Linked DNA regions of Sus scrofa: region 2 is linked to region 1. The links are chromatin contacts, called in public Hi-C maps. All regions are on one chromosome and are shown on one strand. The core of a region is the stretch at or near the end of the contact, and the rest is flanking DNA. Distances in the headings are between cores, read along the strand shown.

Evidence for each region. Hi-C and Micro-C count contacts between places; a contact is called where the count stands out from the background.
Region 2: a Hi-C map of liver shows a contact between it and region 1, with 1.7 times the contacts expected there. The contact joins two enhancer-like sites. A contact is called at or near these places in 1 of 5 promoter capture datasets (fetal skeletal muscle), 17 of 47 Hi-C or Micro-C datasets (blood, differentiating spermatogonia, embryonic fibroblasts and 9 more) and 1 of 2 datasets of contacts at active chromatin or transcription factors (skeletal muscle).

The regions. Positions count from the first base shown.
Region 1 is chr11:46,516,655-46,519,421 of Sscrofa11.1, reverse strand. It overlaps a transcript of KLF12 not described here. Among named protein-coding and RNA genes, the nearest start is that of KLF12, 210 kb to the right of the region's middle. Within about 2 kb of position 1,516, at least 3 of the 83 cell types and tissues checked have an H3K27ac peak or open chromatin away from gene starts, as enhancers often do. A contact at or near this core is called in liver, where this site is marked.
Region 2 is chr11:46,570,012-46,572,732 of Sscrofa11.1, reverse strand. It overlaps a transcript of KLF12 not described here. Among named protein-coding and RNA genes, the nearest start is that of KLF12, 260 kb to the right of the region's middle. Within about 2 kb of position 1,357, at least 4 of the 83 cell types and tissues checked have an H3K27ac peak or open chromatin away from gene starts, as enhancers often do. A contact at or near this core is called in liver, where this site is marked.

The sequences.
Region 1 (2,767 bases), core at 267-2,766:
ACAGGTCGCTGTGTTTTTTTTTGTATGATATCTCATTTAACATACTTACACAATGAAATATTAAAGAGCAGAAATTCAGAGCACAGGATCAGTTAGCTAAACTCCTGCATTCCAATCTCAGCTCTTTCATCTACTGGCTATGTCCTTGAGCAATGGCTTTCATCTCTCTGTGCCTCGGTTTCCTCATCTGTAAACAGGGAAAGTACATACCTTATAAAATCAGTATTATTAAATGAGTTAATATGTGGAAAAAACAATACTTAGACTATGGCTGGCACATAGTAGGCACTATACGTTCTTAACTATTTTAAAAAGTATTTTCTTAATTATTTTAAAGTAAAACAGTAGTTTAAACAAACCACTAAAACCGTTTTTTTTTTTTTTTTTTTTTTTAAAGTCAGGGAGCTGATCTAGTGTTTCTGTCTATGGTATAGGCCTGCAACTGCAATTCCGATTTAATCCCTAGCCCTGGAACTTCCATATGCTGCAAGTGCAGCTGTAAAAAGAAAAAAGAAAGAAAATCAGGGATGGAATGAATGCGTCAGTAGAACGCAAAAAAAGATAACTCCTCTGCCCTACATGCCACCATGGGATATTATGAAGCAAATATCGCCGGCTCTAGACCTAGATGATGTGTCTCTGAACCTCAGGATGCTTTTGGTCTCCATCAAATACATCCTGCATCATTACCCTTCTGAGAATTTCCAGCCACTTCTCCCCAAGCTGTCCCAGGATCCAGGGGTACTGCTTGGTCTTCTGAGAAGGACTCTGGCCCAGAACCCACCTATCCATTCTATCACGTCCGAAAATAGGGGTTGGGTTAGGTCGTCAAGGCCTCATATAAACCTCTGGGAAGGGAAAGATGTCTAAGTAAGAAAAATTGAACCTACTAAGCTTGAAGTGAAATATTTGACAATTGCCATAGATTAAAATGAACATATGCCGGCCAAAGAAACTGTTTACAAATCTTAGAGCATCATAGTTTCCTATATAGATCCTAAGGGGATAAAGACTTTTTGAAAACATGGTCATTAGAATTGTGTTTCTGAGTTATTTGTTGCAATCTAATTTTTTTTTCCCCTTTAGGGCCACATCCATGGCATATGGAAGTTCCCAGGCCTGGGGTACAAGCCATGTCTTCAACCTACACCACGGCTCATGGCAATGCCAGATCCTTAACCTACTGATCGAGGCCAGGGATCGAACCCGCATCCTCATGGATCCTAGTCGGGTTCGTTAACTGCTGAGCCATGAAGGGAACTCCGCATTCTTTTTTTGAAGAGTCTGGTGATTGCTATATGGTTGCACACTGAAAGACTACATCAGTTAGCACATATAAAAACCTCAGTACATTCAAGTCCTTGGTTAATCATTTGTCATAGCAACAGTCTTAGCTCATCACCTTTCTGACTGCAAAACTCCAGGTGACCTACAGAAAAGTTAAGAGGTCTTACGAGGCCAAATCTTTAGTTTGGCCAGTGTTCGCACCATTCCAAGCTGAAAGTTCCAAGGCTATCACTTGACCCTTGCTGCCTCTTCCTACTGTTCTCTGCAACAGTTCAAACTTCTTTGGCCCTAAACTAAGCCTGTCAACTCACAATGCCTAGTAATCTGCCAAAAGAAGTTGATCAAGTCAGAAATAAATACTGTGGACTGACTGATATGTTTACTGACAAACTAGTTAATGTATTTGCCTGCCTCACTCTGTCTTTGGTCTCAGACATTGTTTTTGAGGCCCCTCTGATTTAAACGTATTGCTATAAATTCTGAGAATATTTAGGAACATTGAGGGATAGAGAGAAGGAGCTCAGGAAGGAATTTCTCATTATATAATTGACTGCACAGAAACAGATATTTATTTATTTTGTAGTTCGTTTCTCATGGTAGCTTAAAGAAAATATTGGCCCACATGTAGTATCTTTTGGGAACATTGAATCCATCTCGCTTGCTCTAGACTAGAATAGTAAAGGTAAACATTACAGAGTCAATAAGTTCCTAAGTGGGTAGGGCCGTATTTACTAACCTCACTAGTACCTGATTAAAGAGGCACTTCAGATATCCTTTTTTATGATGGTGAAATGTTTAGAACAAATCACGATGTAAAATTGGCACCCATTTTCTACTTCAGTAATAAGTGTCCAAACTTAAATACATTTAGTAAAGTAAAAAAATTACTCCAGACTTTTAGACATATGCTTCAGCCTTTCTATATTAAAAATTAATTGCAATGTGAACTATTGTTTAAAAACAGAACCAATAAAATTATTTTTATTTCTAGTTAGGCATCCTGGTCAATGGATTTCTATTGGTTATTGGGCTACTGCGTACTGGGTCTCTCAACTCCAGTGAATTGTTGCAGTCTTCTGTGAATGCAACCCTTAGCCTGCTGTGGATTGCACTAAGCTTGCATGCTAATTACAAAGTCTCCAGTAATTACAGTTTATCTCTGCATACTTTTGAACATTTTATAATGGAGAAAATATTTGCTGGAGGAAATTCTCATCAAAACATTATTTGCAAGAATGTTGCTTACACAGTTCCTTCTCAATGCATATTACTGTGTGCCATAAATAACAGTGTTAAATATTGCAGCATCCTTGGAAGGTAGTCAAGTGGGAATGTTACATTCATTTTTTTTATAGTTTGGGAAAACTAAGGCCTCTCCTATTTATCGTATTAAGTTAGCCACACCCATTTCTGGGCTTTCATAGAAATGTTCATCCCTACAAGAAGAGTTGTTATTAAAGTACTGAACTTTGGCATTGAA
Region 2 (2,721 bases), core at 108-2,607, 53 kb before region 1:
CAGACCGCTTAGGGGCATACTGCTTATTGCATATTTTTACCTTGATCCGAAGTCTTTGTTCCTGAAGGCTATCCCCCCTATAATCTCTAACAAGGATAATGTGACTCTGAAGATGAGCTCCAAGAAATTCAAGAAGCCAAGAATGTGGCAACTTTATTTTTGCTCAGTACCTACTGCCCTCCCCGCTAGCAACTCTAAAGGGGTTTGTTTCCTTATTTATTTTATTTTTTAAGATGCTATATGCATTATTACATTGTTAGCAGATAAATCCCAAATCATAAGAATTCCTTATATTTATCTTTAAATAGCTGCATGAACTGAGGATTCTTAATATTTGATAATGAAGTTTTAAGTGGTATTGATATTATTCACTAATGTGGAACATCAATGTTTGCTTTTCATGTTTCTGTTTGGCCAATTTAAAGAAGACCATGAAAATTGATAAAGCACAAAAATATAATGTTTACATTGAAAAAATAAACTAAGGGGCACAGATAAACTAAGACACAAACTTGTGTGTTGGTTACCAAGTGCCAGATTTGGGAGGACAGTTGTGATTCCAAATAGTCTGTACCATTTTTTCCATTTAAGTCAAATTAAACTGTCATAATATACATCCTAGTTTTGAAATCAGACAGTATCCACCATACTGTAAGTAAAGAGACATAGCTCTAGAATCATACAAGTTAAATTCTCATGTAAGCTCTGCTACTAATTTCTGCGCGACCTTGAAAAGGGGACTTAACATTTCTAAGCTTACTATTTCCTTATCCATAAAGTGATACAATTGCTTAATATTTATAGTTAATGATATTAATTAATTGCTTAATTAATATATTAAGCTTAATATTTCCTTATCCATAAAGTGGTCCAAAATCTCATCTTATTCCAAAATCTTATCTGTATATAATGCTTTATGGGAAAATAATACCTAAATATGATTTCAAGGATTAAAGAAATGTAAGCTGTTATTTTAGAACATAACATGTCCAGCTTTCACTGGTTTGCTTTTGCAAAATATATTCTTTTCATTCCAGTTCAGTTTGTGACTCTTTTTCAAGTTAAGTCTTGAATTGTTTCGATTATATAACTTAGTTACAGAATTTTCAACACACAGTGCACAAAGTACGACAAAATGTTTTATAGCAAAATGTATGAGAAAGATAATATTCCTCAGGCATGGATAGTTATGAATTTCATCCAAGCAGACAGGTAAAATAAACTTAGGGAGAAGAAAACTGACATTTAAAATTGGTAGAGATACAAGTATTTGTGCAGAAATAACATCTTATACTTCCACAGCAATCTGTCCCCTTTTCTTTCTTCCAAACACATGAAAAAAGGCATTTCGAGTTACTGATTAACTTCAACATGCTGATCTTTGATTCTGTCTAAGGTCCGTGAAAATTGACTAAATTTCCTTCTACCAGAGAGGAAAAACTAAAAAATTGAACACACTTTTTTAAAAGATTAGATTCTCTGTTTTTCTGATATATCAGCCTAAATCTCATTTGGTTGGACTAGGTTTTTATTTGCTCCTTTCCCCCAAAGAAACTGGGAACATCTAAGAGTTATTTTCCAAATGTGAAACTATCTTTTTATCAGAATAAACCATAAATTTTGATGAGTTATGCTCTTTCTCTTGACATTTTCCACTCTGGAACGAGAAGGCTAGGATTGTGGGGAGTTGGTTCCGAAACCACTGGGTTCCTCCCTGTTGTTAGCCTTGCTTATAGATGGAGAGAAAGGGGGAAAAGCTTTTAATGGGGAGTCACTTTGACTAAACATGAAAAAAAAAGTTTGAACAGGGAATTAAAATGAATATACCAAGTGAAAATGAGTTATCATATATGACTTTATAACATTAAAAAGGCAAAAATATGAGGGGATTACAAACAATGTCTACCATTATTATTGAGCCACTCATTAAGAGGCAGCATGGTTCAATGGGAAGTAATACCAAAATGAACAAGGTAGCTTTTTTCTTGGACAGACATTTAAGATAAGCCACAAACTCTAACGGAGAGCATAACATGGGGTTAGTACTATGATAGAGGTACTACACTCTGTAGGAGTCCAGACTGATATTTGAGCCGTTCTTGAGAGTGAGAGGGTTCCAAAAGATATGAACAGATGGGAAGGATATTCCAGGAAGAAGGCACAAAAGCACCATTAAGGCTCTGATGAGAGCCAAATTCTGAGGAAAGGCAATTGATGCAATCTACGTAGAAGGCATGGGATAAAAAGAATTTAGGAGAGTGTACCATTGAAAAGGGAGGTTTTTATACTATATGCAAAAAGAAGTGGTTTAAGAGTTCTGAGCAAAAGGATGATGAGACATAATTAGACCAGTACTTAGTTAGTACAAACAGTCTGAGAGCAATAGGCAGAAGAAAGCCTTGGAGTGGGGAAGACTGACAGCAGGAGATCTCTTAGGAGGCTGGGATTGTGAGTACCTGGGGAAGCAAACCACTGTGTTGTTATTGCTTCCCAATCCCCACCAGCCCAGGAGAAAAGTGAATCTTCAATCGATTGGGTATGGTATTCTTACTAAGTTCAAACTCTTTCTCCTCAGCATGCAATAGGCCCGTAAATCAAGAGATTAGTTGTGGAAGCAAGGGCTAGTGACTTTATTCAAAAAAGCAAGCAGACAGAGAAGATGGTGGACTAGTGGCCCAAAGAACCATCGTACCTGACTTGGAAGTCAGGCTTCTTTTATTA